Regions from separate parts of the Mus musculus genome. Here region 1 is linked to region 2. Evidence: chromatin contacts called from public Hi-C data. All regions are on one chromosome and are shown on one strand. Each heading gives the region's core, a stretch centred on a gene start, on an enhancer-like site or on the middle of the called end of the contact. The rest is flanking DNA. Distances are from core to core; before and after follow the strand shown. Region 1 overlaps Smad1 (SMAD family member 1). Region 2 overlaps Zfp827 (zinc finger protein 827).

Region 1 (5,972 bases), core at 3,063-5,562, 190 kb after region 2:
TAGTGACATATGTTTTAACCTAGAGAAGTTTAGCTGAATTTTTATGACTTTTATTGAGGCAAACGACCTTTTGGATCGAATGTGTTTTCACAGAGCCTTTTGAATTGTTTGCCTTGTTACGGACACCCAGTAACTCATTCCCACGTGTGGTGTGACATGTGGTGTGACATGCAGGACCAGTAGCGAATGCTGCTGACCTGATGCCAACACCTAACATCAGCTCTCATGTGCAATACAGTATGAGTTTCATGTACTTTGCTGTTTTCTCTACAGCAAATCTGATTGATTTACTTGTAATATTTACTAGCCCTAATGTCAGAATTTTTTCTTTACTTGTCCGTCCATTATAACTTTTAACTATTCTTATTAACCTTTCCAAGTAATCTTGGTATCACATTTTAAGTCACAAATCCTACAGAAAGAATTACTATCTGCTTGAAATTGGTATACAATATTCAGCCAACCCTTTAAGGACCAAAGGTTGCCTGTATATGCAATTATTTTCTGTCTCTCTTAGCCCTGGAAGGAAGTGTCAGTAGAGGTGAGCTTTGGGAGTTTAAAGGCTTAGACCACTTCTAGTTCACGGTCTCTATGTTTTGTGCTTGCCGTTCAAGTTGTGAGCCACCTGCTTCTGCTCTAAGCACCATGCTCGTGCCGCCGCGCTGGCCTTCCTGCAGTGCTGGGCTCGTCTCTCTGGAACCGTAAGCTCACGTGAACTCTGTTCTCTCGTTGCCTTGGTTATGGTTTCAACACAGCAACATAAAAGCAATAACACACCAGGTCAGGGGAAGTGGCAGTACAAGCTTCCAGGTAAACAGAGTGACAGGGATGGACATGAAGGCTACCCCTGAGCTGTCCAGGGGGAGGGGAACACCTCATGTCCATTTCTAGTGGGACATGTCCCAAGAAGACTGTATCAACATGCCACCTGCATCGATGTTGGCATGGCGTCTGCTGCTGCTTGAGGGTCAGGATGTGAGTCCTCGGCTTATCTGTCATGATGACCCCGGCTTCTTCCACCATCTGAAATTCTACACTGAGTCCACTACTCTGGCATCTGGGGTGATTTCAGGAAGTGCAGCCCCAGTACCCTTATGTTACTCCTAATCTTTTTTTTTTTTTTTGAGGGGGTGGTTATGACAGGGTTTCCTTTCTATAACCATAGATATCTTGGACTCACTTTGTAGACCAGGCTGCCCTCAAACTCAGAGATCCGCCTGCCTCTGCTTCCACCTCCTGAGTACTGGGATTAAAGGCGTGCTCCACCACACCCAGTCCCTTGTAATGTCTTAAAGAGGAAATTCTACGATGTGGGTTTTTCCTACTTTGGGGGTCAAAGTCCCCATAAAATTTAGCAAAACAAACACTCCTCCATTTTGAATGTATTGATAGGTGTATATTCTAAATGTACCCTGTGTTTACAGGCATAGGAAAGCACCCATGTGAGCTGTGAGCCTATGTTCACCTTAAGCTGTCATTTCCATTTTCCCCTCCTTTGATCATATTAAGATGTCTACCTAATCCCATCTGTTTGGTTTCCTCTAAGAATAATCTTAGAACACTTCCTTAAATGCCTCTTATGCCTTATTAAAATATCCTCCTTTTTTATTTGATCTATTTCTACAGATGTTGATTCTTTTATTTTTTTTTTTTACTTCATTTATTTATTTAAAGACAGGGTCCCACTGTCTCCTGGCTGGCCTGCAACTCCTGGAGATCTGCCTGCCTCTAATTCCCTAGCACATGCTCCTTGTCTGCCTCTCACTGGTGATGCCCCGATGGGGGATCAATCAAACAATTTACTGGCTATGCAGATTTATCCACTGTATAAATTTATTTTTACTCTGCCTTGCAACTAAAATAGCTTTTAGAGAAATATTTTAAAATATGCAAATGCTCTGTCATAAAACTTCTCTTCATATTTGGCATATATTGACGGCTGTTTTATAACATTCACTTCCTTGTTTGGTCTGCAGAAATGATGTATGCACGTGTGAAGCACGGGCTAGCATGGTGGTGGGGTCAGAGGGCAAAGCACGGGAGCTGAGTTTCTCCCGCCGGGCAGTCCTGGGGACTAAGCTAAGGTCCTTCAGGCTAGGCAGCCAGCCCCCTCACCCACCCACTGAGCTGCCTCACCAGCCCCACACCAATGACTCTTCCGTGGTCCTTACTCAATGGTTGCAAAAACAATGACTTTTGTATTCTAGCACTCACTGGTCATTTAGCGACTGGACTTTCCAATTAAGTCATTTCTCTACTAATGATTCCTATGGCTGTATCAATTAGAATTTGCTTATTGGACAGAATCTCACTGTGTAGACTTGGCTTGGGATTCCTGATTTTCTGCTTCACACCTCCTAAGTGCTGGTATTACAGGAGTTAGGCTCACCACCACCACACCCAGCAGTATCGTAAGATCCACTACTGCAGTTAATTATAGTTGCTCCTCATTATCTGTGGATCTGGAATCCAGTTTCAACTACTCGCAGATCAAAAACGATGTTTTCAGATAGCACCAACCCTAACATGTGCAGGCTTTGTCTCCTCACGATTCACTCAGCAGTGATACTGTTTACATGACATGAACTCTGCAGTAGGTATGGTTCTCAGAAGGACACTTGAAAGGTGAAGTGTGGTAAGTTACTGCTACACTGTTTTATGTGTGGGAACTGAGCCTCTCGGGTCTCAGAACACACCCACCATGGAGACCAAAGGACAGATAGATTCTGGTTACTGAGCTGTGAGGTGGGAGTTGAATGCCAAGAGGCACCCGTGGCTGTGGCTTTCTGAATCCTTCCTTCCCATTCTCTCACAGGAGATCCTCCGGGCTTGCCTCGTCCCAGCTTTGGAGGCAGCCACCATCTCCCTCAGTGGGGACAGATATTAGCAGCAATGATATGGACCCTAGGCATGTGCTTGTCAATACTTTGTATCTTTGCTTCTTTGCCCTTTCGGTACACAGGGTAGAAAAACTACCTGCATGTTCAGAGGGTCACATATAGACAGGCTCACATATAGACATGCACAACAGCATATAAACACACACCATGTCATTAATTTATGATTTTATACCGACACTTCCAAGGGATGCCACACTCCTTCATGACTGCATGCTCCTTACTTCGCAGGCAAAGCTGAGCTGAGCACCTACCTACACGTTTAGCCATTTGCTTAATCATATAGTAAATGCATGTAAACGTTACAGAACTGTTCTAATTTACCACTAATAAATAATTAAGTCTATTAAGAAAGACAGGTGGGATGGCGACGTGGCTCAATGGGGAGAGTGCTTGCCACCAAGCTGATGACTTGAGTTTGATTTCTGATGGCCACAGGATGGAAGGAGAGAACCGACTCCCTGACTGTCCTCTGATCAAGACCCTCGAGCACACACGTACACATGCACACAGGCGCATGCACACATAGGCAATAAATGTAAAAATTCTTAATAAGATATTTTTATAACAAAAACATCAGAGTACTGCCCACAGTAGCAAGCCACACTATGCACTAATTCCTAACAACATTATCAGAGTTGAAAAAACCACTAAGATCATCAATTAGCACAGTCTTCAATAATATGAATTGGAAAATGTCTTCAAATAGCAGTGTCTGAACATTCACTGGCATTTGCCACAGGAATGACTGAGTCACTTCTAGAGGAATAAGAGACGAACGTTTGCAAGCAGAGAAAAGGGAAAGCTCACCTTTCCCAATATGTCGCCTGGTGTTTTCAATAGTGGAATTCCGGTTAACGTTGGAGAGCAAGCCAAGGCAGAAGCGGTTCTTATTGTTGGACGGATCTGTGAAACCATCCACCAGCACGCTGGTGGACGAGGCGTGGAACGCTTCACCCACACGGTTGTTGAGCTCATAGTACACAATAGAGCACCAGTGTTTTGGTTCCTCGTAAGCAACTGCCTGAACATCTGTAAGAAGGGAAGAAGAGGTTGTGTTGCTCAAGGTTTGCGCCTGGAGCATCCCCAAACTGAAACCGCACTGTAAACCTGGCTGGGCACCACACAGAGAAGACATGCAAGGGCGACTACAATGATCGCATGTATCATTTTTTGAGAGCTGAAGTACTTCTTATTAAAGGTGCATTCTCCTTTAATTGGGGAACAATCTTCTCCAATGATTAGCAGAAAACCAAAATACCAGCTAAGCAAGCCCAGCAGCAGCGTCTGCTGAATACTAACGATCTATTACTTGCTCATTAACATACAGGAATAATAGGAATCACTCTTGTGGGCACACCACCTACGAGAAATACAAGTGACCAATGAAAAACCAAGTGGCTCAGGAACAAGAGGGGCCTGGAGGTGTGCCAGCAGGGCTGGTGTGGGAGGGAGCTGCTTTGGGAGAGCCTTGGTAAGCCTCTGCTTTCCCAAAGCACCAAAACCAACTTCTGCCTATCCTGGAGAGGCTGCCTGGCTCCACAGGAGCCAGTGATGGCCAGGGCTGCAGTTCTGCTGTGATTCTAGCTCAGGAAGAAATCTTGCCAGCTGGCCATTCTCCCTCAGTGAATCATATCTCTCTCATCCAGACTCCATGCTAACTTCCTTCTATTTGCTCTAAGTCATGCCGAGCAGGTGTGTTTTGTCTCTCGCTTCCCAGAATGGGCCAACAATGGAAACTACCCAGCTTCACCGACAGGATGCAGCTTGTTAAGTCCGATCTCTTAAGCCTGACGAATCTCCAAACAGAAAACACTTCTAAATGCTTTCAACCAAAAGGTTGGGAGATGAATCCTTTCTGCAGCAAACCTCCTTTAACCCGCCTTTGAGACCCCAGGCATACAAACCACACTATTGCCAACGTAATTACTGATCTCAACCTCATGGGGCCTCATGACAAAGGGGAAGAAATGCAAAGAAAATTCAGCAGACATGGTAAAAAAAAAAAAAAAAGAAAAAAAAGAAGGGCTTCCATGTTCTTCTTCAGTTACATTTTATACTTAAGTGGCTTAGCTGAAAATAAACTATTTCGCTTGTTTTCTAAACAGTTCCCCCCTGTTACTCCACTGTTCTTCAAGCAAAGCTTTAGTGATTCACAAGTGCCAAACCTCAAAGGCGGCTGTGGCCACAGTCACACAAGCCTTTTATCAGCTCTTAGTGCTGTTAGAAATGCTATTCATCTAGTTTAGACTCAGACACATTTTTTTCCTATAAAAGGCCAGAAAGATTTTGTGGGGCATATGGTCTTTAGCACAACTATTCCATTATGCCTTTGTATCACACGAAAACAGCCATTGATAATATGTAACAAATGGGCACAGCTGTGTTCTAATAAAGCTTTATTTATAAAAACAGACAGAGGGCTGATCTGTCTGCAGGCTGTAGTTTGCTGACCCTTGCTCTGGGAAAACCACCATAGGTGACAACAGGAAAAAAGCCATCATTTTTTTCCTTTGACTATACAAGGAGATTTTAAATTGGCTCTAACAGGGAACATTTTAAAAGCTGTTTAAAAGGAAAAAAAATCTTAAAAGTATGGTCTCTATTTGGGGTATTAGAGCTAATCTCATCAGTACAGATACAGGGTCCACACAGGGTATCTTGCTCCCCAAATAAAAATTCCAAAACTGGGTCAGATAGAGGCTCCTCTCTCACACTCTTCGCTTGTTGACTCCCAACATCTAACGATGACCAAGACCCATAAAACACAGAGCACCTATAAAGGAAACTTCAAAACACAATCACTGATTCATGTATGTTCCAATTTACTTAACTGTACAGCTAAGGGTTTTATAAAGGGTATTTATTTTTGGAGCCAACGTTTTGGGTCACTGCAAAGTTGGCACAGAGACTTTCCGTACATCCTCCCATCACAGAGATCTGCCATCAGATTGGTGTACTCAGTATAATTCAGGAGCCTACATGGACACATCATCGTCCCGAATCCAGAGCTGGTGTCAGGGCTTGTTCTTGGTTAGTCTGTGGGTCTGAACACATATGAACAGGGCATGCTGT
Region 2 (6,426 bases), core at 1,825-4,324:
TATGCTTCTGTAGGAACAGGAAACTGTACATGGGGGGGGGGGAGGGGGGAGGACAAACAAACGCGCCGTTTGCCAGGAGTGTATGGAAGTTTTACGTTTCATGGCGTGTCGTTGTATGATGTAACCTACAGCAGGAAGTATGAATTTTGTCAGTTCAGAGCCTGGGCTGCGGGGAAGTTGCATGGTACACACAGCATGAGGGACTGCTGTAAGGAACACTCAGATTCACCATTTGGTATGGGGTTGAATTTGAATGAATTTTTGCTTTGTTGTGTGTCCAGAAACCTTTTCTTGTTGCCAGATCTTTTGCAGCCCCCATCATTCAGCTACCCTACCCCATAACAGGGCATGACTCAATTTAAGAAGCCTTGACCTAGACATTACACATACAACTTGCGGCAGTCCAGTTGCCTAGAGCATGGTTACTTGGCCATGATTGGCTCACAGAGATGCTGACAGGCCACGGTCACAGCCGTGGGCTAAGCTGAAACTCAAGGGCTCCTTTACTAGAAACGCCAGGGTGTCAGAGGGCCTCTAGCTTTGCCTCAGGAGGAAATAGCTTGTTTGGATTAATTCAAGGTCAGGAACTCAAAGCCTGATTAATAATTCCAGCTGGCCTTCAGCCAGGGTAGAGTTCATAGGCTATGACAGTGTCTACACAGGCTTGTTATTTCACTGTTGGGTTAACCTGAGCAGCAGACCCTGCCTGGACCCTCAAGTGTGTACATTTCTACTAATGATAAAGCTGGGGGGTGGGTGAGCAATAGTGAGGTAACTCAGGATGTACTCAAGCAATGCCTACCGTAGTGAGCTGGACCAAGCAGAGTCAGAGTTACTGTGGGGTGACTTATGTCCCCTGGCTAGTGCATTTTATATCAGCTCAGGTCAGCATTTAACGTACTAAGCATATGATTGTCTATTAATTTCATTTGTTTTTGTTTTGTTTTTTGAGTCTCAAGTATATATTGTTGTTGCTTTGGATTACTTTTGTGTGGCGGCTGCTATGACCCATCCAACCCCCACTAAAGTACGGAAACTGGAGATCTGCTCTGAACTGAAGCTAATGCTGAATTGTACTGGGTGGGGAATTGTGCTGGTGACCCACCCTGTGAACGCCAGCCTCTTACCTCAGAACCACATGGGTAGACATGAAGGGACTGCCAGTGGTGACAGCTGCTTTGACCATTTCAAATGACTGGCCTCATATTTGTCTGTTTCTGACCAAATGCCAGCAATTGCTGGCCTGATCCAGCAAAGTTCTGTAGAGTTAATTGATGCCTGTCTCTGTCTCTGTCTCTGTCCTTCGCTCTAGATTTACTTCTTATTTTGGGGAGTGATGCATCCATGCCACAGCATGCATGTGGAGGTGAGAGGCCGTTGTGAGCCTCACTTCTCTCTTCCATCATGTGGGTCCCAGGGGTCATCACTCACACTGCCAGGCTTGACAGCCATGATCCCCTGACTCATCTCACCAGCCAAGGTCATTCTCTCTTCATTCCTTAGCGAAGACATTGAAAAGTTCCTAGAGAAAAAAAGAGAGAGAGAGAGAGATGCTATTTTGAAGATGTACAAATGGTAGTCAGACTCTTAGTTCCTGTGGTGTGTTGTGGTTTTGATGGGACTGTCCCCCAGAGGCTAGTAGAGGTTTCCAGTTGGTGGCAGTGTTTGGGGAAGTTAAGGGTGCAGCCTTACTAGAAGGGATGTCGCTGGGGATGGGCTTTGACATTAGAGCCTCATCTTCATGCCACTTCTGTCTTGTTCTCTGTCTTGTGCTTATAAAAAAGGATGTGAGCTCTCCTAGTCCTCTTCCCAGTCCCACATCTATGCCAGCTGCTGTGCCTGCCCACCGCGAACAATTCTTATCCCTCAGGACCATGAACCCAAACAAACTCTTGCTTCTGTAAGTCGCCTCGCTCATGGTGTTTTCTCACAGCAACGGAAAAACAGCATTTGGTGTTTCAGACTTAGACAGAACGTACCAGACACCTACCCTGTCAGGAGTCCGGCCTCCGCTCTCATGAGCAACTGATTAGGTGTAGCAGGTCTTTAAAGTGGCAAACCCACGTCCATACCATGTAGAGCAAAACCTGTGTTGATGATTCAGATGGTTAAGCTCCTGAAATGTGTTCTTTTCTAACCTTTCACTGCTGTGAATCTGTATGTTACCCGCAAAACACACAGGATAAACGGGGACAGGATGTATTTTCTACAGATATATGAACATACGGTGTTGTGGATGTGAGCTTCATGTGGACAGCCACGCCTCAGTCCACAAACTTTGTCTTGGATTTCTTCTCCAAAAGTTTTTCACAGCAGGTCCAAAGTTAATGCAGTATTCTCAAAATTAACCTGTTAGAGATTGTCACCCCACCCCCACATCATGGTTAGGTCTAAAAATTTCATCCCACCTTCTCCACAATTTCTCAATGTCTCTTGGTATTCACAACATAAAAACTAGTAGGATGACTCCGTATCCATTTAACCTCAAACCCAATGAGGAAGAAACACGGCGACCTGTTATAGTGGTCCCTGTTGGTTTTCTCTCTTTCTTCTTTTTTCTTTGTTCATTTATGTTTTTCAGAACAGGATTTCTCTTGGCTGGCTATCCTAAAACTTGCTCTGTAGACCAGGCTGGCCTCAAACTCAGAGATCCAACGGTTTCTGCCAACATTATTGTGGACATTATATGGATAGACTTGGATCAAAATCTAGGCTAGCTCAAATGGTGAGCATTTTGTGAGTGAGTGAGAGTCCTAACACATTAGAGGCTTCACAGTTTCACTTCCTCCACACAGAAGAAAAACTCCATCCTTATCCTTTCTTTTTGAGCTAATGATGCAGGAAAGACACAGGCCTAGAAGGAACAGGTGGGATTTAGGATCAGCCATGTGGTCCCTTGGGCAAGAAACAGTGGCTTAAAAGGACCTTTCAGTCTGTATCCTGGTGCCTGAGGGGTGGAGTTGTGTGCATAGAAGCCAGTGGAAGGAGGCAGGAAGCAGCCCTGGTCACTCTCCGTGGGCAGCTGACTGTAAGGTCACCCTCCTCGGGCAGCACACGTGGTTAGCAGATCTAGTCTGAATCACGTCTCTGGCCTTTTCAGTTAAACCTGAACTTTGGAAAAAGTCACCTCTGCAAACTTGCTGTGTAACCCGTGGTTACTTGGCTTCTCGCCAGAGCCAGGCTAGCATTTGGGGTATGATGTCATTTAGTGTTCTGTTCTGCTGCGCATGTGATTGCTTTAACAGCTCCATGGATCTAGGGCTGGGGAGACGGCTCAGTTGGTAAAGTGCCTGCTGTGCCGGCATGAGGACCCAAGTTCAAATCCCCAGGACAGAGATAGGTAGGTAGGTACCCAGAGCTTGTGAGCCGTGCAGTCCAGAGACTCTATTGTCTCAAAAAAGATGTGGAGGAGGGGTGAGCATAACCAAAATACATAGAATAAAATACTTAAGAGATTAATAAGAACAGTATTTAAAAATAAGTTGCAGTGGGATTAAGGAAAACACATGACATCAACCTCTCTCCTACACCCATGCATGCACACACACCCACATGAACACATATTCACCCCACACACAAGAGCACACACGTACACACAATACTAAGTGTTGGATACTGACGAGTCACGGCGCCCTGCCACTAGCCTTTACAGGTGTTGGCTCTACAGTGGCTTTTAAAAGTATGAAATGAGATGGGATATCTGTAGGACGTTAACTTGACACCGTCTCCTGTAAAGATTAGAATGTTCACAGTCTCAACCCAGGAGTCACCAACAGGACCTAGAAACAAGTGCATCTGTTGCAAAAGCAGCCACACATTCCCACTGAAATTAGAACATGGCAGTGATCCAATTCCACAAGTATTTGTGAGTTTCTGCATTAATATTAGATGCAAAAATCTGTGTTCAAGTGCCACTAAGGTTACAAATGTGCACATGCCCAAACTGGAAAATAAGATTACCATAGTGCTGTTACCTGTCCCCTGTTAGTCCATGACCCATAGTGCACTCAACAGTTTGAAGGCTGATATGCTATGCACAGCTCTTACTATGCGGTGTGATTAATCTGAACTTCAGCCTCTTGAGAAGCAGGCATTGGGGGATGGGAAGTCCTAGATAAGTGGTTTCACCATGTGACGTCAGTTGGGAAATTAGCTTTTACATCCCATAAATTGTCTGTGAACTAGAGAATAATATTCTTTTTCCAATTGCTCCCTAGTCCTTAGAAGATGAGACAGAGGTTCTATTGAGATAAAGTCTCGAAAGGACGCTGAACCTTTGTTACCAAAGGTAAAGCACTTGTGTTACAGTGCAGAAAGGTAGCCACTTCTCAGCTCACTTGTAGAAAAATCACTTACATTCATTTACATATCATGAATCAATGCCTCTTTCTCTCTTGCCTGCAGCCAGATTTTTTTTTCAGATCACAAGTGTTTATTGTCCTCTAGTATCTATATAAAAGAAGAAAGGATAGAGACAAAAAGTAGTTAAAATATGTAAGAATAATACAAGCAGAGTGCCTGACTAGTGTGTTGCATCTGGGAGGTGAGGTGCAGCCCAGTTGATAGTGGCAAGTTGCCAAGCATGCATGAAGCCCTGATGCCATCTGCAGCACCACGGATCAGGCATAATGGTGTAGCCTTTAACCCAGTACTGAGGAGGCAGGAGGCTCAGAAGCTCAAGGGAGTCCTCATCTGTTTCATAGCAAATTCAGGAACATGATAGGCTACATAAAAACCCTGTCAAAGATTAATACATTATGTTTTCCTCATAGAGAGAAAGCATCCAATTATTTGATTTTTCTAATGTCTTATTTGGTAAACAAACTACTGGTTGCATTGAATTTTTTGTGTAAGGAGCAGCCCAGCCTGGTGTTGAACTTCCAGTACTCCCGTCCCCCAGGTCTGTGGAAGCGCGCATACATGTGCACAGGTATATGTCTGGGAGTCAAAGGTTGATGCTGGGCATCTTCTTCAATCACTTTCTACTTGTTTACTGAGGTCTCTTGTGAGCCCCGTGCTCCCTGAGTCTCTGAGTCTGGCTAGCTTGTCCTAGGGACCCCATGTCTCCACTTCCTCAGTGCGTACCCCATACCCGCTAATTGTTATAGGCACTCCTTACCATACTCAGCTGCCTCAAAGATTTTTTTGCGATTTTATTTGGTTTCCTTTTCAATTTGAGAATTGAAATTGGAAGATGATGCTTTTCAAAAAAGATACGCACTTCTCATTTGGCTTAGCAGCTTTGGACTTGAACTGTAGATTATGTGTTACTTAAAAATATCCCAGGCTGTTGGGTATTTACATTTCTGGCACATGAGCCAAAAATCTACTTCTCACTCTTGCCCACTCCTGAGATGATTAAAAAGAGATGGCTCTGATTTTTCATTCATTTGTATTGATCATGGCAGAGCCCTGACAGTCATTTCTAAGCTTTTCCAAAACTCCTTGCTAATAAGGTACGTGTTTAGGATACAGTTACATTTACACCAGAGCTTCCTGTTCTGACAGCACCCCATCCCTCAACAGAGCATCTGTTGTTCCATGTGCAAGGCTCCCACAGTTGTATTTTGAGCCAAGGCCACGGGATATGGTGGCACTTGCCTCCTAGGAAAGAGGAAAACTAAGCGTGTGGCATTGACCTTTGTAGCACCAGGTTCAAGTAAGGTGATCAGCCTAGATGGATCTTCAGGCCAGCACCAGCAGCCAGACTCTACTTGACAGACATTAAAGGTCTTTTCTGAGAGGAGTAACGCGCTCACTGTCTGGACAAGCTGCAGAGTATGTATTTTTCCGAGCGGAGCATCCCAGGTTCAAAACCCACCTCTCCCCCTTTCCAACTATATGGGAACATGCTAACTCCTTCATCATTCTTCGTGACTTTTTCTCATCTACAGAATGAAGCTAATAATGATTCCAATTTTTCTGTGCTGTTATGAAGATTAAATAAAGCCAAAGATAGAACTCTTGGCTTTAGTATGGTACCGGGAAGAAAATAAGTGCTCAATAAGGTGTAACTTCATCCTGTTTCACCTACATCCACAGCCACAACTTTCCTCATTACAGAAGTGCATGGAGGCAGTGAGAGGGCTAAGTGAGTAAAGGTGCTTGCTGCCAAGCTGGCATCCCGAGTTCCGACCCTGCGACCCCAAGGTGGAAGGAGAAAACCAACTCCTGCAAGTTGTCCTCTGATGGACAAAGTATACTGTGGCACTCACGTGTACACACACACACACACACACACGTTAGTGTAACAAAGCATATAAATAGGTAGGCATGAATTATACACATTACCCTTTATTCTTGGTCAGAGTGCTAACAGTCGCCACTCATGAGATGTTACCTTACAGGAAATTGCTCACAGTCTCTTCCCTCATGCTCTGCCTAGCAATGTACTGTGCTCTACACGGTATGTCCTCCCAGACTCCT

Evidence for each region. A called contact is a pair of places that touch in the nucleus more often than the background predicts.
Region 1: a Hi-C map of muscle stem cells shows a contact between it and region 2, with 2.1 times the contacts expected there. The contact joins two enhancer-like sites. A contact is called at or near these places in 1 of 484 Hi-C or Micro-C datasets (muscle stem cells), 1 of 115 datasets of contacts at active chromatin or transcription factors (microglia) and 2 of 9 other capture datasets (adipose tissue and liver).

What each region holds. Positions count from the first base shown.
Region 1 is chr8:79,345,884-79,351,855 of GRCm38.p6, forward strand. It overlaps Smad1 (SMAD family member 1), which reads right to left. Exons shown (of 7, transcript NM_008539.4): 5 at 3,708-3,929. Among named protein-coding and RNA genes, the nearest start is that of Smad1, 51 kb to the right of the region's middle. Within about 2 kb of position 4,313, at least 103 of the 459 cell types and tissues checked have an H3K27ac peak or open chromatin away from gene starts, as enhancers often do. A contact at or near this core is called in adipose tissue and muscle stem cells, where this site is marked.
Region 2 is chr8:79,159,942-79,166,367 of GRCm38.p6, forward strand. The region is part of intron 8 of Zfp827 (zinc finger protein 827); the gene reads left to right. Among named protein-coding and RNA genes, the nearest start is that of Gm30271, 39 kb to the right of the region's middle. Within about 2 kb of position 3,075, at least 100 of the 459 cell types and tissues checked have an H3K27ac peak or open chromatin away from gene starts, as enhancers often do. A contact at or near this core is called in adipose tissue and muscle stem cells, where this site is marked.